5 separate regions of the Mus musculus genome follow, and all the other regions are linked to region 4. A link is a contact called in public HiChIP or PLAC-seq data. All regions are on one chromosome and are shown on one strand. The core of a region is the stretch at or near the end of the contact, and the rest is flanking DNA. Distances in the headings are between cores, read along the strand shown. Region 1 has its middle 27 kb from the start of Platr29. Region 2 overlaps Ncoa3 (nuclear receptor coactivator 3). Region 3 holds the start of Sulf2 (sulfatase 2). Region 4 has its middle 17 kb from the start of Prex1. Region 5 overlaps Gm30320 (a long non-coding RNA gene).

The links. HiChIP or PLAC-seq counts read pairs in DNA pulled down with a chosen protein or histone mark.
Region 1: an H3K27ac HiChIP or PLAC-seq map of microglia shows a contact between it and region 4, with 6 times the contacts expected there. The contact joins two enhancer-like sites. A contact is called at or near these places in 4 of 115 datasets of contacts at active chromatin or transcription factors (embryonic stem cells, large pre-B cells and microglia).
Region 2: an H3K4me3 HiChIP or PLAC-seq map of bone marrow-derived macrophages shows a contact between it and region 4, with 4 times the contacts expected there. The contact joins two enhancer-like sites. A contact is called at or near these places in 3 of 115 datasets of contacts at active chromatin or transcription factors (bone marrow-derived macrophages, embryonic stem cells and large pre-B cells).
Region 3: a contact with region 4 is called in an H3K4me3 HiChIP or PLAC-seq map of bone marrow-derived macrophages, with 7 times the contacts expected there. The contact joins the promoter of Sulf2 here to the enhancer-like site in region 4. A contact is called at or near these places in 7 of 115 datasets of contacts at active chromatin or transcription factors (bone marrow-derived macrophages, embryonic hindbrain, embryonic midbrain and 3 more) and 2 of 9 other capture datasets (adipose tissue and liver).
Region 5: an H3K4me3 HiChIP or PLAC-seq map of bone marrow-derived macrophages shows a contact between it and region 4, with 5 times the contacts expected there. The contact joins two enhancer-like sites. A contact is called at or near these places in 3 of 115 datasets of contacts at active chromatin or transcription factors (bone marrow-derived macrophages and embryonic stem cells).

Annotation. Positions count from the first base shown.
Region 1 is chr2:165,953,637-165,956,366 of GRCm38.p6, reverse strand. No RefSeq gene overlaps it. Among named protein-coding and RNA genes, the nearest start is that of Platr29, 27 kb to the left of the region's middle. Within about 2 kb of position 1,341, at least 133 of the 459 cell types and tissues checked have an H3K27ac peak or open chromatin away from gene starts, as enhancers often do. A contact at or near this core is called in microglia, where this site is marked.
Region 2 is chr2:166,019,888-166,022,587 of GRCm38.p6, reverse strand. All of the region lies in intron 1 of Ncoa3 (nuclear receptor coactivator 3), which reads right to left. Among named protein-coding and RNA genes, the nearest start is that of Ncoa3, 29 kb to the right of the region's middle. RefSeq lists an enhancer at 1-2,700. Within about 2 kb of position 1,352, at least 148 of the 459 cell types and tissues checked have an H3K27ac peak or open chromatin away from gene starts, as enhancers often do. A contact at or near this core is called in bone marrow-derived macrophages and embryonic stem cells, where this site is marked.
Region 3 is chr2:166,154,347-166,157,046 of GRCm38.p6, reverse strand. It overlaps Sulf2 (sulfatase 2), which reads left to right and starts at 1,364. Exons shown (of 21, transcript NM_028072.5): 1 at 1,364-1,544.
Region 4 is chr2:166,729,078-166,731,777 of GRCm38.p6, reverse strand. No RefSeq gene overlaps it. Among named protein-coding and RNA genes, the nearest start is that of Prex1, 17 kb to the right of the region's middle. Within about 2 kb of position 1,302, at least 136 of the 459 cell types and tissues checked have an H3K27ac peak or open chromatin away from gene starts, as enhancers often do. A contact at or near this core is called in adipose tissue, bone marrow-derived macrophages, embryonic stem cells and 3 more, where this site is marked.
Region 5 is chr2:166,179,932-166,182,631 of GRCm38.p6, reverse strand. Gm30320 (a long non-coding RNA gene) reads right to left here. Exons shown (of 4, transcript XR_866951.1): 4 at 1-254. Among named protein-coding and RNA genes, the nearest start is that of Gm30536, 13 kb to the left of the region's middle. Within about 2 kb of position 1,376, at least 169 of the 459 cell types and tissues checked have an H3K27ac peak or open chromatin away from gene starts, as enhancers often do. A contact at or near this core is called in bone marrow-derived macrophages, where this site is marked.

The sequences.
Region 1 (2,730 bases), core at 92-2,591, 780 kb after region 4:
TTGCTTCGAACTCTCTGGGGAGAGGTACTCCAGCCCACCTCTGTCTCTGGGGTTTGCTAGAAATGCTGGGTGTATTGATTCCTCAACCTCACCCCACCCCCACCAGGGCTTTTCCTCTGTCTTCCCCAGGCCTCTCTCCTGTGTGTCTATGACTCTGAATTTTATCTTGATCTCACTTTGCAGCCCAAGCTACTTTTTAAAAAAATTATTTATTTATTCTATGTAAGTACACTGTAGCTGTCTTCACACACTACATAAGAGGGAGTCAGATCTTGCTACGGATGGCTGTGAGCCACCATATGGTTGCTGGGATTTGAACTCAGGACCTTCAGAAGCTTCTCTTTAATCCCAGCACTCGGGAGGCAGAGGCAGGCGGATTTCTGAGTTCGAGGCCAGCCTGGTCTACAGCGTGAGTTCCAGGACAGCCAGGGCTATACAGAGAAACCCTGTCTGGAAAAGCCAAAAATAAAAAAAAAAAAAAGAAAAGAAAGAAAGGAAGGAAGGAAGGAAGGAAGGGAGAGAGAGAGAGAGAGAGAGAGAGAGAGAGAGAGAGAGAGAGAGAGAGAGAGAGAGAGAGAGAAAGAAAGAAAGAAAAAGAAAAGTTAGAAGAAAGAGTCCCGAGAGTCAAGGAAGGCTCCGAGAAGGAGGCTTTGGTTTCCTGGCCTTCCTCTGTACATATGTGTACATATGTGTGGCTGTGCGTTTGTGCACATGTGTGCTTTCCTGTGCAAGGTCAGAAGGTGTCAGAAGTCCTGGAACTGGAGCTGGAGTGAGCCACCCAAAGGGCCCGTTGACTTCGAAGAGATTTGCCCATCTCTGCCTTCCCCACGGTATAATTACAGGCTTGAGTCACAGAACATGCTCAGGGCATGGCGGCAAAGGCAAGAGGGTCTGAGTCGAAGGCCTTCCTCAGCTCAGAATGGGGAGTTTAAGAGGAATCTAGGCTACAGGAGACTCTTTTCTCAAAACAAATGGAAGAAGACAGTTTTCTTTCTTCTCTCTTTCTCCAGTAGATTTTAAAATATTAGGCACTGGGCTAGGAAGATGGCTAAGTGTGTAAAGTTCTTGCTGCTGAACCTGGCGGGCTGAGTTCAGTCCCTAGGACCCACACTGTAGGAGAGAACTGACTTCCACGCGTTTTCCGAGCGCTCCATGAACACTGTAGTGTGTGCGTGCGAAAACACAAGCAGATAAATTAATAAAGTGTGAAAGAATAAGCGTTAAATATATACCACTCAGTGTGCAATCTAAACAGCTTATCTAAGCAGCTGCGCCCCGACCGCGCCTTCTTCTCCCCGTGCTCCACTTCCGCACCCCTCTAACTTTAACCCCGGTCACTGTCTCGGCGCCGGAAGATGAAGTAGCCATAAATAACTCTTCTGTGAATTCTTCCACAGGAAGTTCAGCCTGATCTGATCCTGCTTGTCAGCGATGAAGAGAAAACAAACTGCCAGGAGGCCCACCCCAGGGTTTCTCCGACGGAGAGGACTTGAGGAGGCCGTAACAGCTATGAGGACCCTTCAGTGTTACCGGAAAAATAAAACCGTGAAGGCTCGGAGGCTGAGCAGTGCTCCTGCCGGTTGGGAGAGAGATCCTGGTTTTGATACTAGAAAGCATAGTAAAATTGATAATTTGGTCTAGCAAAATGGCTCAGTGGTAAAGGTGCCCATTTACAACCCTGCTGGCCCAACCCGAGTTCGATCCCAGAGTCCCTAAAAGTGGAGCTCTGAGTTCTGTATGTATGTGTGTGTTCTCACTATGTAGCCCAGGCTGGCTTCAAACTTGCTATGTAGCAGAGGCTGACACAGCTCACAAAGTCTCTCTCTCTCCTCCTACCTCTACCTGTTGAGTCCTGGGCTTATAGTCAATCAGTTCTAGGTTTTGTACTGTGTTAGGAAGGAGGAAATAACAGAGGGAGACAAGCCAGGTGTTGTGGCGCACGCCTTTAATCCCAGCACTTGGGAGGCAGAGGCAGGTGGATTTCTGAGTTCAAGGCAAGCCTGGTCTACAGAGTGAGTTCTAGGACAGCCAGGGCTACACAGAGAAACCCTGTCTCGGAAAACAAACAAACAAACAAACAAACCAATAAACAAAAACCAGAGGGAGACAAACAGATGTTTCCCCAATCAACCTGTCATGGTGAAACCATGGCTCCCAAAACCAAGGAGTCCCGAAGACAAAGTCAACTGGTATTTAGTGGCTTGATGACTCTGTTAGTTAGCACTGTGCTAACTGGCCAGACTTTGTGACTCTAAATAAGTTACTAAACTTCTTGTGCCTCAGATTTCCCATCAGTAAGTGGGACAGTAATAATACTGTCTATATGACACATGATATGTTATACATAGCAAGCATCATATATGGAGTTCATATGTACATATGTAATAAAGCAGTAAATACACATGTGAAGTATCAGTGTGTACAGTGTATATACATGCAAATCATAAATCATACATCACAGGCCGGGCGTGGTGGCGCACGTCTTTAATCCCAGCACTCGGGAGGCAGAGGCAGGCGGATTTCTGAGTTCCAGGCCAGCCTGGTCTACAAAGTAAGGCCCAGGACAGCCAGGGCTATACAGAGAAACCCGGTCTCGAAAAACCAAAAAATCAATCAATCAATCAATCAATCAATCATACATCACATATAGTATCTAGGTGTGGTGGCTCATGCCTGTATCCCAGTTCTTAGGAGGCCGAGGCAGGAGAGTTGTCATGATTTCCAGGTGGG
Region 2 (2,700 bases), core at 103-2,602, 710 kb after region 4:
AAGCACAGCTACCAGTTAGAGTGTAATTAGCTTAAAAAAAAACCGAAGTCAGTCAGGTGTGTGAGCGGCATTTACTATTTGTTCCCTTTGTACAGGAAGCACTCAGCTCTGATCTCAAAGTCACCTTCAAGCACTAACGGAAGCACAAGGCTGATTCCTCCTTGCCCAGAACAAAACCCACAGCAAAGACCAACGTAAGGGGACATTTCTCTCCACGTTTTCCTTCCCCAAGAAACAGCTTTATAAACCATATGACGTTCATAATGAAAAGATTACAATTTAGAAACCGAGGAGAAGAAAAATTAACAGGAGCATGAGACAAAAAGAGCACATGCCCTGATACAGAAGCCTCTGAAATTGCTTTTGGAAAAACATGGGACAATCATCTAATTATCAGATGAAACAAACTACAACTTAGAGCTCAATTTACCAGAGGAATAAATACTAAGGCACTCTGTATTACACTTGTAAATGAATAAATACCAAGGGAGGTATGGCAGACGTTCTAAATGCAATCAAGTTAAGTTGTTGTTTTTAAATCGGGCATTATAATCTATAGCTTTATAGATTTGCCACTAACCTCCTAATCTGGCAGGTTAAATTTCAACATTCAAAGTACTGGTTAGGTTTTCTAGAAATGGTCCAGTAAGTTGACATAATAATTAACGCTGTTTGATCTACAAAATCTGAGTACTCAGTGCTGAGAGTGATGAGTGACCTTGAGGCAGCTCTTGGAAGGCAGTCACCATGGCAACGCTTCCACAAAAGTGCCTCATCCTCAGCAAAAGGCCCAACCCAGAGCATAAGGATCTTTAAAGCAGAAAACCTCCGCCCTCACCCACAGCCTAGCAAGGGGTCACAGTTTCTTTTAAAAAGTCTCTACATCAACCTTCCTGATTATTCTTTCAGAGAAAATACAAATTAGCTTCACAGCCATTTATCTGGTCTGGCAACAAAACAAAACAAACAAAACAAAAACTATCTTTTATTTGCTAAATGGGAAGAATTCATTTTGTTTTGGAAAAATATGTTTCAATACAATTAGTACCATTTTACTGTTTTTCGTTCAGGAATGGTAACACAGTGGTAATCTCAGGGCTGAGAAGTCTGAGGCAGGACAACAGGCAGTAGGATGCTAGCCCTGGGATATATGCTGCATTAAAGGAGAGAAAGAAGGGCCACACAGGGGCAGGACACTGGAGTGGGAAGACATTATCTTCCAGCATGCACTTAAAGAAGGAAGCACAAAGGAAGCAGATTTCAGCCCAGACACAGAGTGCACTCATGACTGTCTACATACACCACGGCTTGCTACACTTAGTGTTCTGATGACGCTGTGTTCCCAGCTCCCTCCAGCAGTGCTTCCTGAAAGCCGGGAGGAGTCATTTTATTATCACAACAGTCAGCAGAACCTCAGCACCAGATACTGAACAATTTCACAATTTTCTCACAGAGCTACCAAAGCATTCCTGAAAAGCTGTGTCCAGAACAGCTAATGTTTTTCAGCCTAAATACAAAGATCTTATCGACTTTTCCATTTTTACTGTATATAATCTATTTGTTCATTCTTTCCTACCCCACCCCATTTACCATTAGTTTGCAAAGCCATGAGTACTGACTGATGAGATGACTGTGTGGGGAAAGGAATTTCCCCCCCAAAACTGCTAGGGCAGACATGAAAGAAGGTGCACACAACGTGCAAGCTGGTATACATGGAGGGCTGCAGGCCAACTGGAGCCTCATAATGAGAAACTATGCAGGGTTTTGTTGTCATTTTTTGAGACAGGACCTTTCTATGTAGCCCTGGCTGCCTGGAACTGCCTATGTAGACCATAGTGGCCTCAAGTTCACAGTCATCTGCATAGCCTCTGCCTCAAAGTGCTAGGACTAAAAGTATGTGCTACCACACCTAGCAAAAAGAATTTTTACACTAAGAAAAAAAAAGATAGCAATGTGAGCAGGGCAGTAGGCAAATGGATTTCTGAGTTCCAGGCCAGCCTGGTCTACAGAGTGAGTTCCAGGACAGCCAGGGCTGCAGAGAAACCCTGTCTCGAAAAACCAAAAAAAAAAAAAAAAAAAGATAGCAATGCTATATTACCAAAATAAGTTACAAAATTAAGTTCTACCCATAACATGATATACTGTATAGTGTCAAAAAGGTTCACAGCACATTATAAAACAATATAATCTCAATTCTCTCTATAGGTTCTACTTATACATGGCACTTACTTGGACAGTCTGAAGCCAAGCACTGAGGCTGCAGTCCCACACTGGAAGGTTCAGTTAAGAGAACTGAGACTCTGACACAAGCCTAGGCTCTATAGTGAGAACTTGCATGTGAAAGACTAAAATCACAGTCATTTTTTCCTTTACATCTTTGAAGGTTTTGTACATGTCACGCAATTTCAAAAAATTAACTCCTTTTTTTTTTTTTTTTGAGCTAGTTATGGAGATCAGCAGGACCTGAAATTCAAAGAGAGCTGACTGTTTCTGCCTCATGAGTACTCCACCATCCTGGCTAGAGGTATTTTGTTTGTTTTTAAAGTCAATTCCCAACGGGCCTATAATCTCACACGCTTTTTTAATCCCAGCACTTGGGAGCCAGAGGCAGGCGGATTTCTAAATTCGAGGACAGCCTGATCTACAAAGTGAGTTCCAGGACAGTCAGGGTTATACAAAGAAACCCTGTCTCAAAAAACA
Region 3 (2,700 bases), core at 115-2,614, 570 kb after region 4:
CATTTGGCCACAGAACCTGCTGTTCTTCCTGGGAGGAGAACCCCAAGCCAGGATGGGTATAGCATGTAAAGTTACCTGTTGCAGAAAAAGAGAAGGATACAAAAAGATCAAGTGTATACATTGTTGTTGCTTCGTGTGCTTCTGAGACAGTATCACTATATAGAAAGTTTGACTTTGGGTGATCCTCCTGCCTCAGCCTTCCCAGTGCAGGCATCACAGATGTGGGCCACGAGAATACTGTCTGAGTTGACCCTATAAGGATATATAAATTAATCAATTTAATTATTCAATTAAATGTCTGGGATGTTGAAACTGATTACACCTGCTTTTCTATCTGTTTTATTGGTTTATTTTCTGAGATTTTTTTCCTTTTGTTTTGTTTTGTTTTGTTTTGTTTTGTTTTAATAGGGTCTCCTGGACCTCCAACTGGTCTTAATCACCCTGTGTGTAGATAAGGGTGACCTTGAATTTTTTATTTTCCTGCCTTTGCCTCCCAAGAGCTGGGATTGCAGGCGTGCACCAGCACTGTACATTTGATGTTTGTTTGTGTGTTTGTGCTTTCTAATGAAGTTCTCAGAATCTCAAGGATGGGAGCCCTCTGCCCCAAGCATCCAATGAACAGCGCTGCAGGGGCCCAGCCCCTTCTCATGCAGCACTGAGACTGGAATGCCTGGGGGTGGGGTGGAGGGTGGGGGGGGGGGTTCATGAAAGCGAATACTCACGCCTAACATCCTGTATCCAGCCAGGACTCTACACTAGCCAAAGGTGGGGCTTGCCCCCGGCTTAGGAAAGCAAGTTCAGGGTTAGTACAACGACTGTATGGGCGGAGTCGAGAGCCCCCCACGCAGTCCAGACAACCCGCTTGAATTTTAGATAAACAGCGAGGACGTGATTTTAGTGCATCTCCATCGGTGCCCTGTTATTTTTACTACGTGAATTTGACAAACGCTATCCATCAGAAAACTAGAAAAATCCCACCAGGGGAAGGAGGATCTTGAAAATAAGCGCAGCCTGGGGGGTCAGATACAACTCCGGAGCTCAGCTTCTTGGGTTCAGATCCTGATCCAACTATCTGACCTTGGGCCAATAACTTAACGGCTCTGTCTTGATTTCAGTATCTATAAATGGATGAACATCTTGGAAGACTTTCAGGGGTTACGTTTCCATCCGAGGCCCGCCCCGTTCCACCGCAGGGTCGATAACCCCCTAGCACATCAGCTGTACTTTCTGAAGCTACTGGTGGGCTCTGTGAGGCTCTTCACCCACCCTTGGCAGCCAGGGCCCCCTCAAGCCTCTGGTGGCTTCGGGGACGGCAGAAACCGCGCAGACAGCACCACCTGGAGTCAGAGTTCTCCCTTTACCAAGGGAACCGGCCTCCCCTTTCTTTCCCATTCCCGGCCCATGTCTGGGCAACGCTTCTGCTTTCGCTTGAGCTCAACTTAATTTCTCAGAGAGCTTCGGAGACGCGTGGGAAGGTCCCAGGCGCGTGGGCAGTTCCTCCCGCGATCTAGCTTGGGGATCGGCCCGAGCCGGCGTCTCCAATGGCAAGTGTGTGCGTGTGTGTTTAGAGGCGAGCGCGGGGCTTTCAGCTAAGGCTGCCGGGTGTTTGCAAACCAGGGCGAGCCCCTGTGAAAGCGGATAAAAGAAAACATTTATTAACGTGTCATTACGAGGGGCAGCGCCGGGCCGGGGCTGTCGCACGCCTCAGGGAACACTTGGCTCCTCGCTGCTGGGAGGGAGGAGGACGAAAAAGCGGAAAGAGGCTGGATTCTCTGCGCGCCAGCCCGGGGGCCTGATCCATGGCCCTCGCGACTTCGCGCCGGTGTCTGGTGGACTAAGAGATGCGCCCCCGGTCCGAGTGGCACACACGCGCGCACACACGCACGCGCGGTCCCGGCTCGCCGGCAGCTCCCTGCTCAGCGCACATCAGCCTCAACTCCGCGCCCAGGGCGAGCGGGAGCGGGTGCGGGTGAGTGCGCCCCGGGCCCGCGAGGGTGCGCGCTCGGCGGCGGGAGCGCGGCCGGCCACCGGCTCGGCAGGCAGCAGGCCGGGAGCCGCCGGGACTTCGGGCCGGGGCGCGGGGCGGCCGCGGCGGCGGAGGTGAGGAGCGATGGCTGAATCGCCGGGTCCCCGGCGGGGCGGGAGGCGGCTGGGTCCTGGGTCCTGGCGCGCGCGGAGGCCGGGGCGGGCGGGGCGAAGCAGAAGCCGGGATGCCGCGGAGGCGGCTGGAGCAGCGGCAAGGCAGAGTCCCCTACGCCCCGCGGCCCGGCCCGGCTGCGGCAGAGACGCGGTGAGGCCGCGGGGGCCGCGCGGTGAGTGGGGCGCGGGGCCGGGCCCGGATCACAGATTCCAGGGCGAGCACGGTTCAGGTGAGCCCAGCCGGTCCCCGCTGCCCGGCTCAGGGAGGGTGTTACCCGGAGGTTTAGGTACCGGCCGGCCTCAGTGGGGCTGACCGATTTGACCCCGTCTGCAAGGCTGGGCGGCTAGGGGAGGACTTCCCGCGCCCCGGTGGTTCCCGGGGAAGGGCGCGTGGACCCGCGGGCTGCAGGAGCATGGCCCGGTTGACCCCTTGAGGTTTAGATCCAGAGGGCCAGCTAGAAGCCAGACCACGTGTGGCTTGTCCGGGCAGGACCCGAGCAAGCAGGGACTAGGAACTCGCAGAACGGAGGACAAATGAAATCGTAAAACTTCTCCCGCGCC
Region 4 (2,700 bases), core at 53-2,552:
GTCTTCCATCTTATTTCCTTGTCTATCTGTGTGTGATGGTTTGTATATGCCTGGCCCAGGGAGTGGCACTATTAGGAGGTGTGGCCTTGCTGGAGTAGGTGTGGCCTTTTTGGAGTAGGTGCGTGTGGGACCCTACTGCTAGCTGCCTGGAAGTGAGTATTCTGCTAGCAGCTTTCAGATGAAGATGTAGACCTTTCAGTTCCTCCTACACCATGCCTGCCTGGATGCTGCTATGTTTCCATCTTGATAATAATGGAGTGAACCTCTGAACCTGTAAGCCAATCCCAATTAAATGTTGTCTTTATAAGAGTTGCCTTGGTCATGGTGTCTGTTCACAGCAGTAACACCCTAACTAAGACACTGTGTGTGTGTTTCTGTCACATGTGAGTAGAAACCAGAGAGGTCAGAAGAAGGCAATGGATCCCCTGGAGCTGGCATTGCAGGTGGGTGTGGCATTGCAGGTGGGTGTGGCATTGCAGGTGGGTGTGGCATTGCAGGTGGGTGTGGCATTGCAGGTGGGTGTGGCATTGCAGGTGGGTGTGGCCTGCCTGACTTGGATGCTGGGAACTAAGCTCAGGTCTTCTGCAAGATCAGCAAGTGCTCTGAACCTCACAGCCATCCCTCCAGGCTCTACCACCTTATGTTTTGAGACAGCATCTCTCCTTGAACTTGGGATTCACTGGTCCAGCCAGGTGAGCTGGTCAGAAAACTCTAGGGCCCCCCCCCCCATGTCTCCACTCACAAAACTCTAGGGTTATAAATGTACACGGCCACGCCTGGCTTTTCACATCGGTGTCAGGGATCCTGGGTCAGGACCTCAGACAGCATCCCTGAGCCATCTCTCCATCCCTCTTATTTTTTTATTTGTTGGTTTATTTGTATTTTGGAGACAAAGTAGCTTTGAACTCCTTACGCAGCTAAGGATGACCTTGGACGCCAGAGTCGCCTGCCTTCACTTCCTGGGTGTGCTGGGATTACAGGCCTGTGCTACCACAGGCCATTGAACTTTTATGACAAATCCAGCCTGTGGTCTAAGTCCCTCCCACAAGAACATCATCAGTGCCTGCATGAGCACAGGATCTTCTGGAACCGACCTCCTCTTACAGACGTTGTCAAGGCCCTAGGGATAAAGATTCCAGCACAAGGCGTTTGGGGGACACACACAAAGTCAGCAGGTCCCTTCAGCACAGAACAGGCCAGGTTCTGTGCTGGGGCTCAAATGTAGCAGTAGACAGAAACCCCTGCCGCATTTACTCAGCGGAGTAAATGCCCAGGAGACATCTGCTCCATTACCATGACAATCACCATCCCCATTTACACACGCAGGAACACAGGCCCCAGACATGAAGTCACACAGCCAGCCAGAGGCCAAGTGCTGATCTGACTTCTGATTTCACAATTTCCAAGTCAGCTGTGTCTGCCACATCAGGCTGGAGAGCGAAAACACGGCCACGTGGAAATGACCTCACGTTTCTCCTGCTGCTCCTCAAAGAGAAGCGAGCGAGGAGTTGACGGAAAGGAGTCAGCTTGGATTGTGTCTGCAGAGAACTCCAGCAGCACACACCAGGGCACTGTGTGGTCCACAGAGGGGAGAGCTGACTCACAGGTCGTAGCAGTTTCTGAGCTGGGCTTCAGGATCAGATTAATGAAGGACTTTCTGGAGGGAGGGGACCAGTGGCAGGCGTTGGAGGGAAGGAAATTGTGGATAGGAAAGCGTAACATGGCTGCTTGAGTCGCTGTATAGCCCCACATCCTCTGCCAGACACAAAATCTCCCTCTCCTTCTTTATTTATTGGATGCTGATGGCATAGGGAAGGAAGTCTGGTTAGCAAGACTTGACAGCTTTTGTAGTTGCAGCTGAAGTCATTAGCCCCGCACCAGCAGCACCCGGACCTCCCGGTTCACAGGCAGGAGATATATACACACACAAGGATGTAGTAAAAAAAACAAAAAAATGCTCGCAGCAAGAGCTGTGACTCATTCTCATTTCTGCTGGGACAAATGAAAAGGCCAGGAGTCAGGGATGGATTCATCACTCGCAGCAGTCTGCTTCAGAGAACTCAGCCCCCCTGTGGCTGTCCTTCTTCACTAGGTGGGGGGATTTGGAAAGCAAAGCCTTCTGTTGATGTCTGGGGGGGTGATTGGGGGGGGGAGAGTGGGTAGTCTCCACGGAGCATGGAGACTTGTTGTTCTGGTTATGCCCAGGTTACCTGCTAGGATGTTCACTGGAACCACTTCTAAATGAGAGCCATTCACTCACTCTCTCTCTCACTCACTCACTCATTCATTCATTCATTCAATGATGGATTAAAGTGTGTTGGGTTCTGTGTAGTTATTCCCTGTGTAAGTAAGAAAAAAAAAAGTTTACTAGGAGCCAAGACCAGAAAAAGGTGGTCTCCATAAAGATTTAAAGAGAGGGAGATCTCTCTCTCTCCCTCCCTCTCCCTCCCTCTTTCCCTCCCTCCCTCTCTCCCTCCCTCTGCTCTGCTTACAACTTAGCAACCACAGCTGGGACATTGTTTTTGTGAATAAAGCTTTATTGGAAACCTGCCATGCTCATTCATTTCCAATCGTCCTTGACACAACAGAGCTAAGTTGTGGAGCAGGGACTGCAGAGCCATGAAATAAGAATTGTCTGGGGGATGGAGGAGGGGATAGGGGGCTCGTGGAGGGGAAACTGGGAAGGGGGATAACATTCGA
Region 5 (2,700 bases), core at 127-2,626, 550 kb after region 4:
TGGACCTCGGAAGGACGATGCTGGGCCTCAGGGTAGGTGCATCAGCACTCCCCATTGCTCAACAGCAGCTGTCAGGTCCCCTTCTCTACTGACATTCAGCCAGGTCCCCATATGCTGCTCCTGGCCTCTCCAAGCCTCACTGCTGGGGTAGCAACGCCACCCTGTTTGGCTGCAAACATCGCCTCTCAGGTCATTTAACCGTCTCTTTGCTTCCTGCTTCAATGCATCATGTTAATGAGGCTTTGTCTCCTACCCTGAAGAGAAGAAAATTAAAAACAGCAAACGCATGTCACATGGCACCAACCCAGGCTTGCGGGGACATTCAAGATGGGGACACAATCCTCTCAGATTCATCTCTTCACATTCCCTGTCCTTCCAGGTGTCCGTCACAGAAATGCAGCCCACCTCCTTTGAGACAGGTCTCTCTTCGGCCTGGAGCTCACCAATTAGGCAAGACTGGTTGGCCAGCGAGCCTCCTGTCCACACCTCCCGCACTGGGGCTACCCACGCATGCCACCACACCCAGCTTTCTTATGTGGGCTCTGGAACTCAAGTCCTTAAGCTTAACCGCCTCCTCAGCCCCTCTAAGGACCTTTTAAATAAAATTGATAGCAGCCAGCCTTTCTTGATCCCTGTCCCTTCGACTCCATGTCCCTTCCCACACAACGCAGATTTGATGTACAGGGGTGGGGATGTTTGGTTAGGAAGGGAATGTGGGGCCAGTGGCCACGTGAGCAAGCCCAGAGTCTGTCCTTCCATGGCACTTACAAGAACACCCTCAAGGCCTGCAGCTGCTCCCTGCTGCTAGCCCGCAATGGATCTGGAGCCCCCAAACCATTCAGGAAGTGCCCGAATCCAACCCTTAGAAACTGGAGGCAACAAAGGCTTGTGTGAGCCATGAACATTGGAAGGATGGGGGACTTTGTTACACAGCCAAAGCTGACTGCTACAAAGCCCACACCCGCTTCACACTCCTATGTGTCTAGAAATATTCAGGGCACGATCTACAGCCCAGCTCCCATTACCTTCCTTCGGCATCCCCACCCTGAGGCATGCCCACTCTCTGCCCTCAACAAGCCTTCAGAATGGTCCCATTTTCCAGCCTGAGCACCAGTCCAAGAGAAGGGGGGATCCTAACCAATTAGCCCAAGTTTCCATGAGCTCTGTCTGTCTCAGCCCAGAAGGTCATATGTCCATGAAGCACCCAGCCACAGTCTGAGATGCAATGAGATCCACCCTGCAGAGATTGTTTTATGGAGATTTCTGTTCAATGTCAGACCAGCTTCTGTCTTTTCAATCTTCCAGACTGCTAAAGGATGTGAAATCTTTGCCTCTGACCACTTCCTCATCCAGGCCCATATGGAGAAGTGAAAGGACTTTTTGGGACTCTTTCTTGCTTGTTCCTTTAGAAGGAACAAGTGTTTGTGTGCCCTTTATTCCGACTATGGGCATAAGAATGTCTGCCTTTCCCTGCAACCAACACATCCTATCCCAGCAAACATGAACTGTTGTCAGGGACACGAGGAACCCGACTCCATGTCTTCTGAGAACTCCAAACAGCCTGGCTGTGTACAGTCACACTGTCAGTAGAAACAGAAACCATAGAAATGGGGTAAGCACACCCCACGAGGCATCAGAAAGGGGTGCAGACTATAGTGTGGGTGGGGCCGGTGGGGGAGGAGTTTGGAGCATGGAGCAACAGAATGGAAACTGGAAAGCTGCCAAGGAAACTATGGCAGAGAGAGCCAGAAAGCACCCGGGACGTTTGCTCAGGACTGGAGGGAGCGAGGCGTCATTAAGCTGACTTGCCTGGGCTTCCACGAGACAATGGGATTCATTTAATGAGAGAGGCCCCGGCATGGCAGAAATCTAAATTAATCCTTTGCTCGGCAGTTCACAGGGGAAGATGAGGAAGAAGTTGTCTTTAGAAATCACAACACTTTTTCCACCACCAAGGTAAAAACTCAGAGAGGAAAGAGAATGGGATAGGCACAAACAAACTTTCAAAACTGGCCCTGTCCTGTGCTTCCAGCCTGGCTGCTCCTCCAGGGCCTGCCTCTGGAGTTCTCTGGGGAAAACTGTCTCTGGGCCCCATGAGACTTCTCTCCCTTGCTGCTGCTGGCCTTAGCCCTCAAACTCTCAGTTCAACTGGCTAACTCCCTGGCTGGGTTTTCTTCTGGTGATTAAAAACACAGAAGTCAATCTTTTCCAGATGCCTGTGGTCGCTTTCCTGTGCTTTGGGGCTTCTGTTACCAGGCAGAGTAGACTCGAGATGAAATTGAAACCTGCCAACACAGGCAGGTCCCCCTCTCAAAGACTCATAAAAAAACGGGTGCGAGGAATACTCAAAACAGCTGGGACGGGCAAATGGCTTCTAGAAGCCCTGCTTCTGTGTGTTAGGAAGGAGGATGGGCCCATCCCTTGGAGAGTCTGATGGTCTCTGTTTGCTGTGATGTGATTTCTCCCAGGGCAGGCTGGGGTGTACACACCCATCCTATAAGCTGGGAGCTTTTATTATCTGTCTTATACACAATACTTGCTGCCCACAGTGCTATTTTGACCAAAGACAGGAAAGTAATTTTCCGAAAGTGAGCCACCAGCCCCCCTAAGGGTATCAACTTCAGTCCTGAATGGCTCAGCTCCTGGTTTCTTGCCTTGACCAGGCCTCCAAAGACAGAGTCTAGGCCAATCCCTCCCACT